Regions from separate parts of the Zea mays genome. Here all the other regions are linked to region 3. The links are chromatin contacts, called in public Hi-C maps. All regions are on one chromosome and are shown on one strand. Each heading gives the region's core, a stretch centred on a gene start, on an enhancer-like site or on the middle of the called end of the contact. The rest is flanking DNA. Distances are from core to core; before and after follow the strand shown. Region 1 has its middle 9.1 kb from the start of LOC100192557. Region 2 holds the start of LOC100193638 (MYB-type transcription factor). Region 3 holds the start of LOC103643703 (patatin-like protein 3).

Evidence for each region. A called contact is a pair of places that touch in the nucleus more often than the background predicts.
Region 1: a contact with region 3 is called in a Hi-C map of tassel, with 3 times the contacts expected there. The contact joins the enhancer-like site here to the promoter of LOC103643703 in region 3. A contact is called at or near these places in 2 of 25 Hi-C or Micro-C datasets (ear and tassel).
Region 2: a Hi-C map of ear shows a contact between it and region 3, with 1.8 times the contacts expected there. The contact joins the promoter of LOC100193638 here to the promoter of LOC103643703 in region 3. A contact is called at or near these places in 3 of 25 Hi-C or Micro-C datasets (ear, endosperm and tassel).

What each region holds. Positions count from the first base shown.
Region 1 is chr1:257,914,571-257,918,577 of Zm-B73-REFERENCE-NAM-5.0, forward strand. No RefSeq gene overlaps it. Among protein-coding and RNA genes, the nearest start is that of LOC100192557, 9.1 kb to the left of the region's middle. Within about 2 kb of position 1,936, at least 19 of the 20 cell types and tissues checked have an H3K27ac peak or open chromatin away from gene starts, as enhancers often do. A contact at or near this core is called in ear and tassel, where this site is marked.
Region 2 is chr1:258,507,719-258,511,710 of Zm-B73-REFERENCE-NAM-5.0, forward strand. It overlaps LOC100193638 (MYB-type transcription factor), which reads left to right and starts at 1,479. Exons shown (of 3, transcript NM_001138737.1): 1 at 1,479-1,988; 2 at 2,153-2,279; 3 at 2,812-3,914. The coding sequence starts at 1,627. The coding sequence ends at 3,675.
Region 3 is chr1:258,171,591-258,175,739 of Zm-B73-REFERENCE-NAM-5.0, forward strand. It overlaps LOC103643703 (patatin-like protein 3), which reads left to right and starts at 1,847. Exons shown (of 1, transcript XM_020546829.3): 1 at 1,847-3,841. The coding sequence starts at 2,286. The coding sequence ends at 3,593.

The DNA of each region.
Region 1 (4,007 bases), core at 686-3,185, 260 kb before region 3:
ACATTTCAACCACCGCAAGTCAGGCGCGGTGTGGCGGCTCTTAGATCTCAATTAAAGCAAACATTAGTTAGTTATTATATACTTTAATATGTAAGGGCATCTATAACTAGTGTTTGGATCAATTTTCAAAGAACAAGATATACTTGATAAATTACATGATACAGCAATAATTCTTTAGATAATAAATAGTCAAAACATAGTAGGTATAGTGTGGTATAAATATGGACTCTTTGCTAAGAATTTGTCTCTTGTTTTTTTTAAAAAAATAGCGTTCAAATATATGATGTGACACGAGTGAAGTTTATTAAACTTGCACCTCCATTGTCCCTGCTCCCTCTCTCTCTCATCTTTACTTGCCATGTTCCCCTTGGGTAGTTGGGTGGGCACGCCAGCGGGCAACCGGGCTCTGGCCCTCTGGGCATGCATCACGAGGTTGCACGCGGTGCCGCAGAGACCAGGACCGGTGCTAGGATCCGCCGGTCGATCCGCCGGTCGGGAATAAATCCGGGAGCGGCGCCGGCTCTTGGCAGCGCGCGGGGCACGCGGCGGAGCTGGGCAACCTGGTGGCCCGGGCCAGCGGCGCAACAACGCGCGCCGCTCGCTTCTTTCACCATTTGGGAGTCTGCGGCGCGGGCGGCGATGATAGGCGGCATCACGCGGCGGATTCGACGTGCACGCGGGACGCCGCTGACGAGGGAGCCTGTCACTGCACGACGTCTGTACCTTATTATAACTAAGATTGTGTGTTCCCGTTTTTCTCGTACTGTGACTGTCCAGTGCATGCATGCACTGGGCGTTCCGATATAGTCCTACAAGGCTACAAGATGCAGGGCGCGGCGGGATAGGATAAGATAGCCCGCAGCACGTACTGTCAAAGTAGATGCTGGGACGGTCTGACCATGACGGCACATTCGCGGCGTGCCTCTGCAATGTCTGCATGCCCTCTACTGCACACGTACGTACTACTACTCTACGCTAGTGGTACATGCTCCTTGCTGCAGCGAGCAGTGCCATGCATGCCTAGCACGACTGGACGAGTTGCCGTAGTACTGTACGTACGTGCAGCGCTGCTGTGCCGCTGCCGCAAGGGTGCGTGCTGCGGTGCCGGTGCTGTCTGCTGCTGCTGTGCCATCAATATGCTTTTTGCACTTTTTCGCAGTTTGACCTATGATGTGATGTGACCAGCGCGCGGCCACGCCCGTGAGGCCGTAAAAATCCGCCGCTGCGAACCAAACGCTTGATATGTATGTCCCTGTGGGGCCGGCTGTGCGTGGCGAGTGGCGACCTCGCTGCCACTCACTCAGCTGCTGCTAAAGTTTGGATCAAAAATCAATGTTAATGAGAAGCTATATTTATGCTTTTATAAAAAAAATATAATTACCATATACATATAAAAAGAGAAAGTAAAAAATAACTAGAGTTAGATGATATACCATTCCTAAATACAGGCTTCCAAATTATGAACCCGAAATGTTGGCAAGCCATGATTTTTAGCTGCTATCTGTTTTCCTACCAAATTTTGTGAACCTCGCATATTTAACCTGTTCAATTCACGGTAATTAATTTTTTTTTGGCCTTATCAAATCTTCGACATGACAAAATTTCTGATCCTCTTGGCTTGAGTTAACCGTGGAGCCGTGGCGTTGATACGCTAATGTACTTTTGCTTCATGATGTTATGCTTCACCGGTTTTAACAATAGGGTCAATCATAAATATGTCACTCAATAGCTACTGTATTGAGCAACACCTATGGCGATGATACACGTGCGTACATGTATTGAGCGCCTTTGTTGTAATGTAATTCACAAAAAAAAAAATAAGAGCCTATTTATTTCCCTGTCCGATCAATGTTTACGATGGATCACTTTACAGGTCTAGCGGCTGGTTGTCTGATGGGCCCCTATTCAGGAACACCAATCCGTTTCGGCCCCAAAAATAAATGCGGCACCCCGAGGGTCCAACTGACGCTCCGGCTACCCAATCACCACCTGGAAAGGTCAAATCGCTAGCAGGCCGCAGCGCTTCGACTCGGATTCGGATCCGGAGGAGAAATTTCGACGCCACAGATTCGCATTTTCCAGATTTGACACCTTGGCCCATATATCATTCGGTGAAGGCGTGAAGCCATGGAGAAGCCGCTACCGTAGCCCGCCCCCTCGACAGCCACGGTTCAGGTTCAGGTCAAGCGTTGACTCCGATGACGTCGCCTCCATCAGGCAGACCCAGCACCTCATGCGAGCTCGCCCACTCCCCTTCCTCCTTCCATGGTTCCACCCCCAAGGCCCCAATCCCGTCGAGCGCTGAGGTGTTAAAGTGTTCTGATTCATCAGTGCTACTGCTGCGGCTTTCGGTTGCTGTGCATATCGCACTAATTGAGACATGCCTATAGTAAATTAGGTGCCGTTTGGTTCACATATTTGTAACGTAATGGGTAACTGATAACGTTAAATCATGTTTGTTTTAGTATAACCGTAATTAGATACCACACTAAAATTTGATACCAGCCTATTCAAATTTGTTACCGCCAGTAATCGAGCGTAAACCATTACCATTACCATTTGCGTTACATTTCTTGAACCAAACAACACCTTAGTTTTGTTGCTTCCATGCAAGTTGATGATTAATCATTTAAACTCTAAAGTATGTGCTGACATGTGGTGCCCTTATTACGTTTTGTCTTTTGTTTCTATGTGAATATTTTCTAGTTGTTCACTTAAATTTTGAGAAAATTATCATAAAGATCATTAATATCATCATTATCATCATCTATATCATTTAAATCGGTTATAATTTTTACCTTAGCATCACCTTTTGCCATGAGACAATGAAGAGATGAGAAAAGTGAGGGAGCCTCCTTGATAGCGATTCCGACATTTAGTTTGGATGAAGAATCATCATCATCGTCATCCGAGCTCGCATCCGAATCCCGTTCAACTATATAGGCGGTGTCATCCTTCTTCTTGTGATAGAACTTATTCTTTTTATCATCTCCATCCTTGCACTTGTTCTTCTTGCTTGGACAATTCATGGCAATGTGTCCGGGTTTGTGGGGGACGGATATCCCCCGGGTCCACCGGAAGAGTAAAAGACCTCGCAAAAGGCTCGTGGGCCTAATAATTCGCAAGGTCGTTCCTTCGTGGGCCTAGGGAGGAACGTCTAATGTAGCAGATCAACACAAACCCAGACGGCCCGACGAGTTTCTATTGCGACCGCAACAGAGACCCGACCTTCCCGCGCAAGGACCTCATACATCAGAACAGAGCGGGGATAGGTCGGCTGGATTATAGGAAGATAGACTCGGTCAGTTCACTATTACTTAGGCACACGTTGTTATCATATCCGCATGTAACGCCCCACGGTCGAGTATATAAGGCCTAGGGGGCATCCCTTCAAAAGCATCTCACCACTTAGCCATCTACCCGATTCTCTACGTTTTCGACACTAGAGAGTTTTCTTGTAACCTACCACATAAAATACTCACGCCAGGACGTAGGGTGTTACGCATCTCGAAGCAACCCGAACCTGTACAAAACTGTCCACCGCCTCTCGTGCATTAGCACGAACTATCGAGCTACAGTCAGTAACACCGTCCTACTCCAAAAAGCACCTCGAGGGGCAACCCCGGGTGCGTGGTCGGACCCAAAACACCGACAGCTGGCGCGCCAGGTAGGTGGTGTGTCACTGATCCAAGCTAGCTCAATGGTCGTCACCTTCCAGCACAAGATCATCCTCCGCCCCGGGTCCGTGTTCTGCTTCGGAACTATTTCATCCGTAGCAGATGAAGAGGGAACTCTGCATCACATCGCGGATCCACCGGAGAGAAAGTCTTCTTCAAAGATCTCCGAGAGAATCGGAGCGAAGCAGGAAAAAGCGCAACCTCCAGCGCTCTGAGAAAAGACCACCTTCAGCAAGCTAGGAGCCGAGGGTCCGTCTACCCGGAGAACTCCGATGTCCACCTCTCCGACGGAAAAATGGACACGAATCACAAGGAAAAAGGAAGCGAATA
Region 2 (3,992 bases), core at 229-2,728, 340 kb after region 3:
TGTAGAATTTTTAAAAGGCTATTCACACCTCTAGCTATCCAATCAATCCTTTTGATGTCTTTCTTTGATACTGCTAAAGAAGAAATGGTTGTAATGCAACAAAATGTCAATGAGTGTTATTGTCACTGAAAACAAAGGAAAAACTTAGATTGTGGTCCAGAAAAAGAATAAAGTCAATCTCGACGGTGTTTGCATAAAAACGCATTTGATTAATTAGTTGTTCCCCAACTCTTGATCTAAAATTCCATGATGACAACATCAAAAGGAAACATTTGAGTAATATCTAGGTGGCCCTTTCCCATTTAAAAACGACAAGAGAACTTCTACAGTTTTAATGGATGAAAAGATGATGAGTTTTGAGAGAGAAAATCCTTGGCTTTACTTACTATATTATATCAATATTTTGCTTTGCACCACCATACCCTATAAGTCTGGTTAAGTCTTAATTCAGAACTTTATGACATGTAATTCAAAATTTTGCAAACAATATCCACATTTATATTACCCCATAGATATATCATTAATGAGCTATAGCTCCCATATATACCTTTCTTCATCCACATATGGCCACATGGCAATCGTTAGGGCCAAACCGACAAAATACAACTTTTGCTAAAATAAATAGGAGCGACTAGCCGCTCTATCTTATATAATAGTGTTATACATAAGGCGGGCACGAATATTTTACAAATACGTTGCGGTTTTATCAAGTAACCGCAAATCAATTGTCGTTCCACGCCTCTCATCCGTACCGATGGATGACGTTTCCCCATATGTAGGCTTAACGGTCGCTTTTTCCTTTAAATTCGCCGAATCTACGTGTTGTCGTGACATGAAAAAACTGAATTTCGCGCCAAATAGAGCCCGTTGCATGTGCTCCCACTTGCGCGGGATCCGGGGAAGAGTCGGAACCATTTGGGTCTTTGGTATGTAGCTTTTCCCTGCATTTGCAAGAGATTGTTTACACGACTCAAATGCATCAAGATTACATTTCACATGCAGTGTTTTTTTTCTCCCCAAGCCATTGGATCAACAACCCTTGCAATGGTAGTATTGGTACCTCACTCTGGGGGTGCAAACTGTGTGTCCAAGAACAGGATGCACAAAATCTGCTTCTGCTCCCACGCGCTATTGGATCGACAGTATATCCATATTGCATCTATATATCCATCCACAGTAATAAAAACCAGCCGGTCCAAGACATCTGTAGCAGTGCTGACAAGTGGGGCCCATCCCGCTCCTGCGCTTACCACGCTGCACTCGTATGGTAGGCGCAGTGATGTGGAGTGGTGACAAGGAGCCACCTCAACTCCCCTTGTCCTCTACCGCACGAATATTGATGGAGAGTTGGAAGGTCACCCAGAGCCCTGGACGCTGACCGTTGGATGCGGCGAGGATGGACGGCAGTGGCCGCGCGGGCCCGCTATATAACTTCCTCCCCGGATCGGCCCACACTCCTAACTTGCAAGCCCGGTGCCCAGTGGCCCTTTCTTCTCCCTTCCCCGCTGCTTCTTCCTCCTGTCCACATTCTTCTCTCCCCAGCAGAGAAATTCTAGCTGGGGGGCCTCTCTGCAATTCCCCCTCGCTCGCCATTGTCCGTAACCTCGACCAAGACGCGAGCCGGGAATGGAGTCCGGGAGCTCGGTGCGTTTCGGCCACCAGGACGTGACGGCTGCTGGCGGCGTGCACGCAGGTAACGCCGGCGCTGCTTCTTCTCATCAGCAGGTGATCCCGGGCACGGGCATGACGATGCCCGCCGGCATGGCCTCCCTCCTGGTCGGCCGCCTCGGGATGCAGGCGCCGCCTGGCATGGTGCTGCCCGGAGGAGCCCTGGCGGCGGCGTCCGCCGGGTACGGCGGCATCATGTCCAGCGCCCTGCGCGCCGCCTGGAGCGGGGCTCAGCAGCAGCTGCCGCCCCACGCGGGCGGTGGCATCGGCGGGCATAGGGCGCAGCACCACAAGGGCCCCTGGACCGAGGCGGAGGACGTGTGAGTACTTGCTCCCCTGAGTTCTCATTCTTCTGCTCCTTTTTTTTTCTCGTTCCCTTTTGTTTCGATTCGGTGCAAGTAAGGAGAGTGTTTGGTCGTGGCTGCTGAACGTGTGCCGGCGGCCGGCCGCGCGCTTGCTCGATCCGTGGTTGCTCGCTTTGCAGAGTCCTCAGGGAGATGGTGATGAAGCACGGCGACCGGAAGTGGGCGGTGATAGCGCAGTCGCTCCCCGGCAGGGTGGGCAAGCAGTGCCGCGAGAGATGGACCAACCACCTGCGCCCCGACCTCAAGGTGCGTATTCTCTTTTTTCGATCGATCCATCTTCTCATTCGATCTCTCAGATCTTGATGCGTGGATGGAAGCTTTGAATTCGATCTGTGTGCAGTGTAGTGTAGCTGTGGCTTGGGGGAGCGATATCCCCTCGCTCTCCCCACACATGATTCGCGAGGGGGGGGATTTTTCTTTGCCTTTAATTCCTACGTAAACAAATCCTGCTAAATTTTGGTCTAGATTCGAAAGTGGGGGCATTAACTCGGTAAGAATTAGTGGGAGTTGCATGTGTTTTTACTCTGCCCACTAACTGTGGCAATATAATTAGCCACGGCCGGATTGATTGCCGTGGAGAATATTATTCATTTTTTCTAGCTTATCTGTGGTTATATATGTATGCGCATATACATGCCAAGTTTGTGACCACCGATGGGGCATTCTGATCGTCGATTAACCAACCTAGTGTGCTTTATTTGGATCTTTTGAGCTGCTGCTGCGCACCGTTTGCTTGCTTTTCTTCTCTGACATGCAATGCAACAAAAATAATTAACAGAAGAGCGTGTGGACTGAAGAAGACGACATGGCGCTGATCAAGGCGCACAAGCGGTGCGGCAACCACTGGTCGACCATCGCCACGTTCCTGCCCGGGCGTTCCGAGAACGCCGTGAAGAACCACTGGAACGCCACCAAGCGGAGCCTCAAGGCCAAGCGCCGGCTGAAGAAGAAGAGCAACGCGCAGCAGGTGCCGGCCGGGCAGTGGTCCGTCCTGGAGGAGTACATCCGCAGCCTGTACCCTGACCTCGCCGACGGCGCCGGCGCCGACCAGACCCCGCCGGCGGCCGAGGACTCCCCCCCGTCGTCCTACAACCTCGGGTCGTACTCGTACGGCGAGGTGATCAGCAGCCCAGCGTCCGCCGCCGCGCCGCCCGGCAGCTTTGACCAGATGACCGCCATGGGGCTGTACCTGGGCGCGTCGTCGTCGTCGCCCGCGCCGGCCGAGCTGCAGGGGGGCATGAGCTCCGACATCGTGGCGCCGTTCCTGCACCTGGACCTCAACGCCTACTACGGCGGCGCGCCGGCGGCGACGATGCGGCTTATGGCTCCGATGGGGGGAATGGCGGCGCCTGTGCCGCAGATGATGGAGCACGATCACTACCAGCACCAGCAGGCTTCCTACGCCACCGCCAACCAGCTGCTCACGTACCCCTTCATCGACAACAGCGTCATGTGGCAGCAGGCGCCGTACGCCGCCCATGGCAGCGCCGCCTACGGCGGTGGCGCCGACGCGGCAGGTGCCGGCCCGAGCAACGTCGTCGCCGTTCCGGCGGACGACGTCGACGTCGTCCAGATGGCCTCCAGGGAGTTCCTGACGCCGTCGGAGGACGAGGTCACCCTGGACCTGGCCAGGTTCCGTTGACACAGCAGCTAGCAGGCTCGTCGATCGTCGTCAAAAAACGCAGAAGGGGCGTTCGTCCAGCAGTTTGTTTACTGCCGTGTTCGTTCCTTATTATTGCGTTGTTGTATCTTTTTACATGTTTGTTGTACTGGCATTTCAATTCCCCGGCGGAGAAACCGTCCGTGTAGTTCCCGTTTCAATAACCTGGACCGTATGTTGTAATGTTTGGATTACCCCTAATGACAATTTCATTTGCTTGTATTTGTATGACTACTCTTTGATTTTCCAAATCTCGATCCGTACTCGTATGGTTGCAGGTATGCGCACTAGCTAGGTAG
Region 3 (4,149 bases), core at 597-3,096:
GGGTTATTTTTATTTCCTAAACTAGCCCTATTTACATAGAGTCTATGCACTCCATTGGGTGCGAAATAGACCATCTCCTAAGTTTTTGATCTAACGGCCACACACTCTACACGAAGTTGCTTCGCCTCGATGCACCCTTCACTGTGATGTCATGTGCCCTCACTGATTCTCTCTTGAACCGTCGCCGCCGAGTTTTGAGGCCCAAACCCAGCAAAACCCACCATCCGTAGCGCAGGGTGGTTTTGAGGCTCAAACACCAAACCACCGTGAGTATCGCACCGCGTGCACGTCCTCCACAACCAGACGCATGTCCCACCAGTCCTCGACCACGTCCTCGTGCGAGTGTTAGCCACCACGGTTGGTTACCCGTTTGCTCCGGCCCGTCAGCCAAGACCCAACGCTCGTCCTTCACCGCTCCCAGTCCATCAGCACGAGCCCGCATGACCTTCACCTTAGCCGCCGACCACCGTATCTATGCTCCACATCTACACACCACAAGCGGACCGACATGGTTGCACATACATAATCTCACACTCTGGTCAGTCCACTGACTACCCCAGAGTGCTATCCGTTGATAATCACTCATCATCAATCCAAACCACAAGGGAGAAGTCAACCTTATGTTCGCACAAAAGCAAGTGTAAATAGGAGTTTCAAATATCACTTGCATCCAACACAAACCAATAAGTTGTATAACCTATTTCCTGTTGGTTTATCGTATTCATCAAATCAGCAACCATCAAGGACATGGTCACAAATTAATTTGACAAATATGGCTACAATATAGAAGCAAATCCATATCCCAAATGTGATGGCTACAGTATAGAAGCAAATACAGACATGGTTGTGCTTACCTTGTGCGTGTAGCACGATAGCCCAGTTCCTCGGATGCTCTTCGCTGAGGCAATATAGTGCTGCGAGAACTAGTGATGGGTGGGTGGAGGAGAAGTGGTGATGAGAATGGCTAACGACGGAGAACTGCTGATGGGAGCGGCCGACGACGGAGAACTGTGGGGGCAGTTGGCGGTAGACAACTAGTGATGGAGGCAGGCGGGTGGAACAAGAGTTGGGTGGACCGGGAAAAATGTCGATGTGATAGATGGGACCGACGACGATTATTTTAGGGCAACCAAAATATTCCCTGTTTGTAGATACAGATGATGGAGATTTGAGGGATATAAAAAAAGATGGAAGAGGTTCAAAGGATCCGTTGGAGGTTTCATTATTCACTTTTTCCTTAAATTTCTGTTTAAGGAGGATTTTAAGGGACTTTTAGAGATGCTCTAACCAGCTAAAAAATATTATTTCACACGTTCATGTCATTATCTCACGAAACATGTGTACGCAAACGTGCAGTAAGCAACTCCGACAAGGCGACAAGATGAAACATGTTGTCATTGACATGATGAGCTAGTTTTACGAGCTTAAACAAACAGATAGATAGATATATGCTCGAAAAGCTTGTTTTAGGTAGGCACGTCACCAGCTGACCTTCTTTACAACGCCCCCCCTTTTTGTATCTCCTTCAATTATTTCGTGGATTAGAATTAGAGGCTTGAGAGAACCGGCTACCTAGCTACTTTGCCGGCACTTTGAGTGGAATGGACACGATTACAGGCTGCTAGCTGGCACATCGGTATACACAGAGCACGCACGTGTGCGCCATGAAATCAATCCCATGGAAAGGAAGAGCAGGCATTGCAATGCAGTGTCGGCAGGAGGGCCATGCAGAGAGATGAACCCGAAACGATGCAATGCAATGAATGATTAATCGTTTCTCAATTGAAGGAATCCATGGTGAATTCAATCTACATAGAGAGAACTGCAACTGCCTAGCTACTTCCTCCATCCCAAACTATAATCGAAGCTTCGTCGTCGGGTGCGCGCGCGCGGCCACACCCACACCCATGCCCAGGTGATCCATTCCAGCGGAGCATAGCATAGCATTCGGCGCTTCCTGCGACCTTCGTGTCGGGTCGTCTCTCGTCTGCTGTCTGTCCCACCCGCACCCGCCGATCCAGATTCCGTACCGTACGCTAGCTAGCTGTCCGGCGCAGCCCGAGCGTGCCACGTCGTGCGTCCGGGGGGAGCGATAGCATGCTCCCGGCCTCGAGGTAGGATGGAGGACGCGTCCTATAAAAAGCAGCAGTCGCAGTCTCACTCTCACACATCACGAGCTTTCTCGAGCTCCACCGGCAGCCAAGCTACGTGTTCCCACCCTAGTCTACTCTAGCGGCCCTTGTCCTGCTGCTTGCCTTGCTTGCGCCTGTGATACTGAGCGGGAGATGGAAGCGTACGCGGCAATGGCGTCGCCGCCCACGAAAGGCATGGGCGTGGACAAGCTCAGCTACGAGATCTTCTCCCTGCTCGAGAGAACGTTCCTCCTCGGCCCCGGCACGCCTCCCCGGGCGCTTCTGGACGGCGGGCGCGTGCGGGTACTGGCGATCGACGGCTGCGGCGCGGGCGCCGAGGACGCGCTCCTGGCCGCCGCCGCGCTCGCGCGGCTCGAGGCCGGGCTGCGCGACCGCACCGGCGACCCGGACGCGCGCGTGGCCGACTTCTTCGACCTCGCGGCTGGCGCCGGCGCGGGCGGAGTGCTCGCCGCGATGCTGTTCCTGAGGGGCGCCGACGGCCGGCCGCGGTACACGGCCAACGAGGCGCTCGCGTTCGTGGCCGGGAGCATCGGCGGGAAGGGCTGGGGAGGCCGCCGGCGCGGGCCGTGGGCGAAGCTGTTCCGCGGCGCCGCCCGCGGCGGGGACCGGTCGTTCTTCCGCAGCGCGTTCGGAGACGCGACGCTCAGGGACACCGTGGCGCCGCTCCTCGTGCCGTGCCACGACCTCGCCACGGCCGCGCCGTTCGTCTTCTCCCGCGCCGACGCCGTCGAGAGCGACAGCTTCGACTTCCGACTCCGCGACGTGTGTGCCGCCACCTGCGCCGCGGGTGGCGCGCTCGCGAGCGTGAGGTCGGTCGATGGCGCCACGGCCATCGCCGCGGCGTCCGGGGGAGTGGCGGCCATGGGCAACCCGGCCGCGGCGGCCATCACGCACGTGCTCCACAACAAGCAGGAGTTCCCCCTCGCCACCGGCGTCCAAGACCTCCTCGTGCTCTCCATCGGCGCCGGTGCCTCGGCCACCGTCTGCGACGGGTCCAGCACGCCCATGCCCGCGCGTTCTCCGTCGCCGCGGGAGCTGGCGCGCGTCACCGCCGAGGGCGTCGCGGATATGGTGGACGAGTCGGTGGCCATGGCGTTCGGAGACGCGTGTGGATGCAAGTACGTGCGCATCCAGGCCCGCAAGGCGCCGGCGCCGCTCCACGCGGCAGCGGGAGCGATGCTTGCGCAGCGCAGCGTGGAGTCGGTGCTGTTCCGGGGGCGAAGGCTGTCGGAGCGGACCAACGCGGAGAAGGTGGACGCGCTCGCCGCGGAGCTTGTTAAGGAGCAGGAGCGGCGGCGGCACAGCCCGCTTCCGAACGTAGCCATAAAGCAGGTGGCCACGCCGCGGCTGTCGTCGGCGACCACGACGTCGTCAGGCACCGCGACGGCAAGGACCGCATCGACGATGCCGTCGCCGGCGTCGTGGGATTCTCGTCGATAGTTGAGTTAATTAGGGCATGTACAATGCTTAGACAGTTGCCGTCTGTAAGCGCTTAGAAGTTCGCATATAGATAACATAATAGACAGTGGGTTGTCTGTTTACACTGTCTACGTAGTTTTAAATTTGTATAATGTCTTTTATTGCTATAAGAGATCCCATGTATAAACTGTCTTTGTTACTATTGTGTTTCTTATTTATGAACTACAATAAAATAAATGAATTAGGAATAAAAGAAAAAAATTAAAATATATATTATCATTTGTAATTTAAATGAATTGGGCATCGACACTTGAATCAGGTTCGTTTGACATTGTGGATGGATGTATTGGGTTAGATTGAGAGAAAAAAAATCAAGAATGAACTGAAACAACGAGATCGGAGAAGCATATGGGGAGGAAAAAAATGACGTGCACAGGAGCAAATTCCACTGTGCCGCCCGCGCAAAAGCTCTCGTGCGTAGCTAATCCGCTGTTGCTGCCGACTCGCTCTACAACGGTTGCTTCGTCCGTCGCTTGGTTCTTGGAGCACGGGACAAAGCCGTCGCCTCATGAAACGA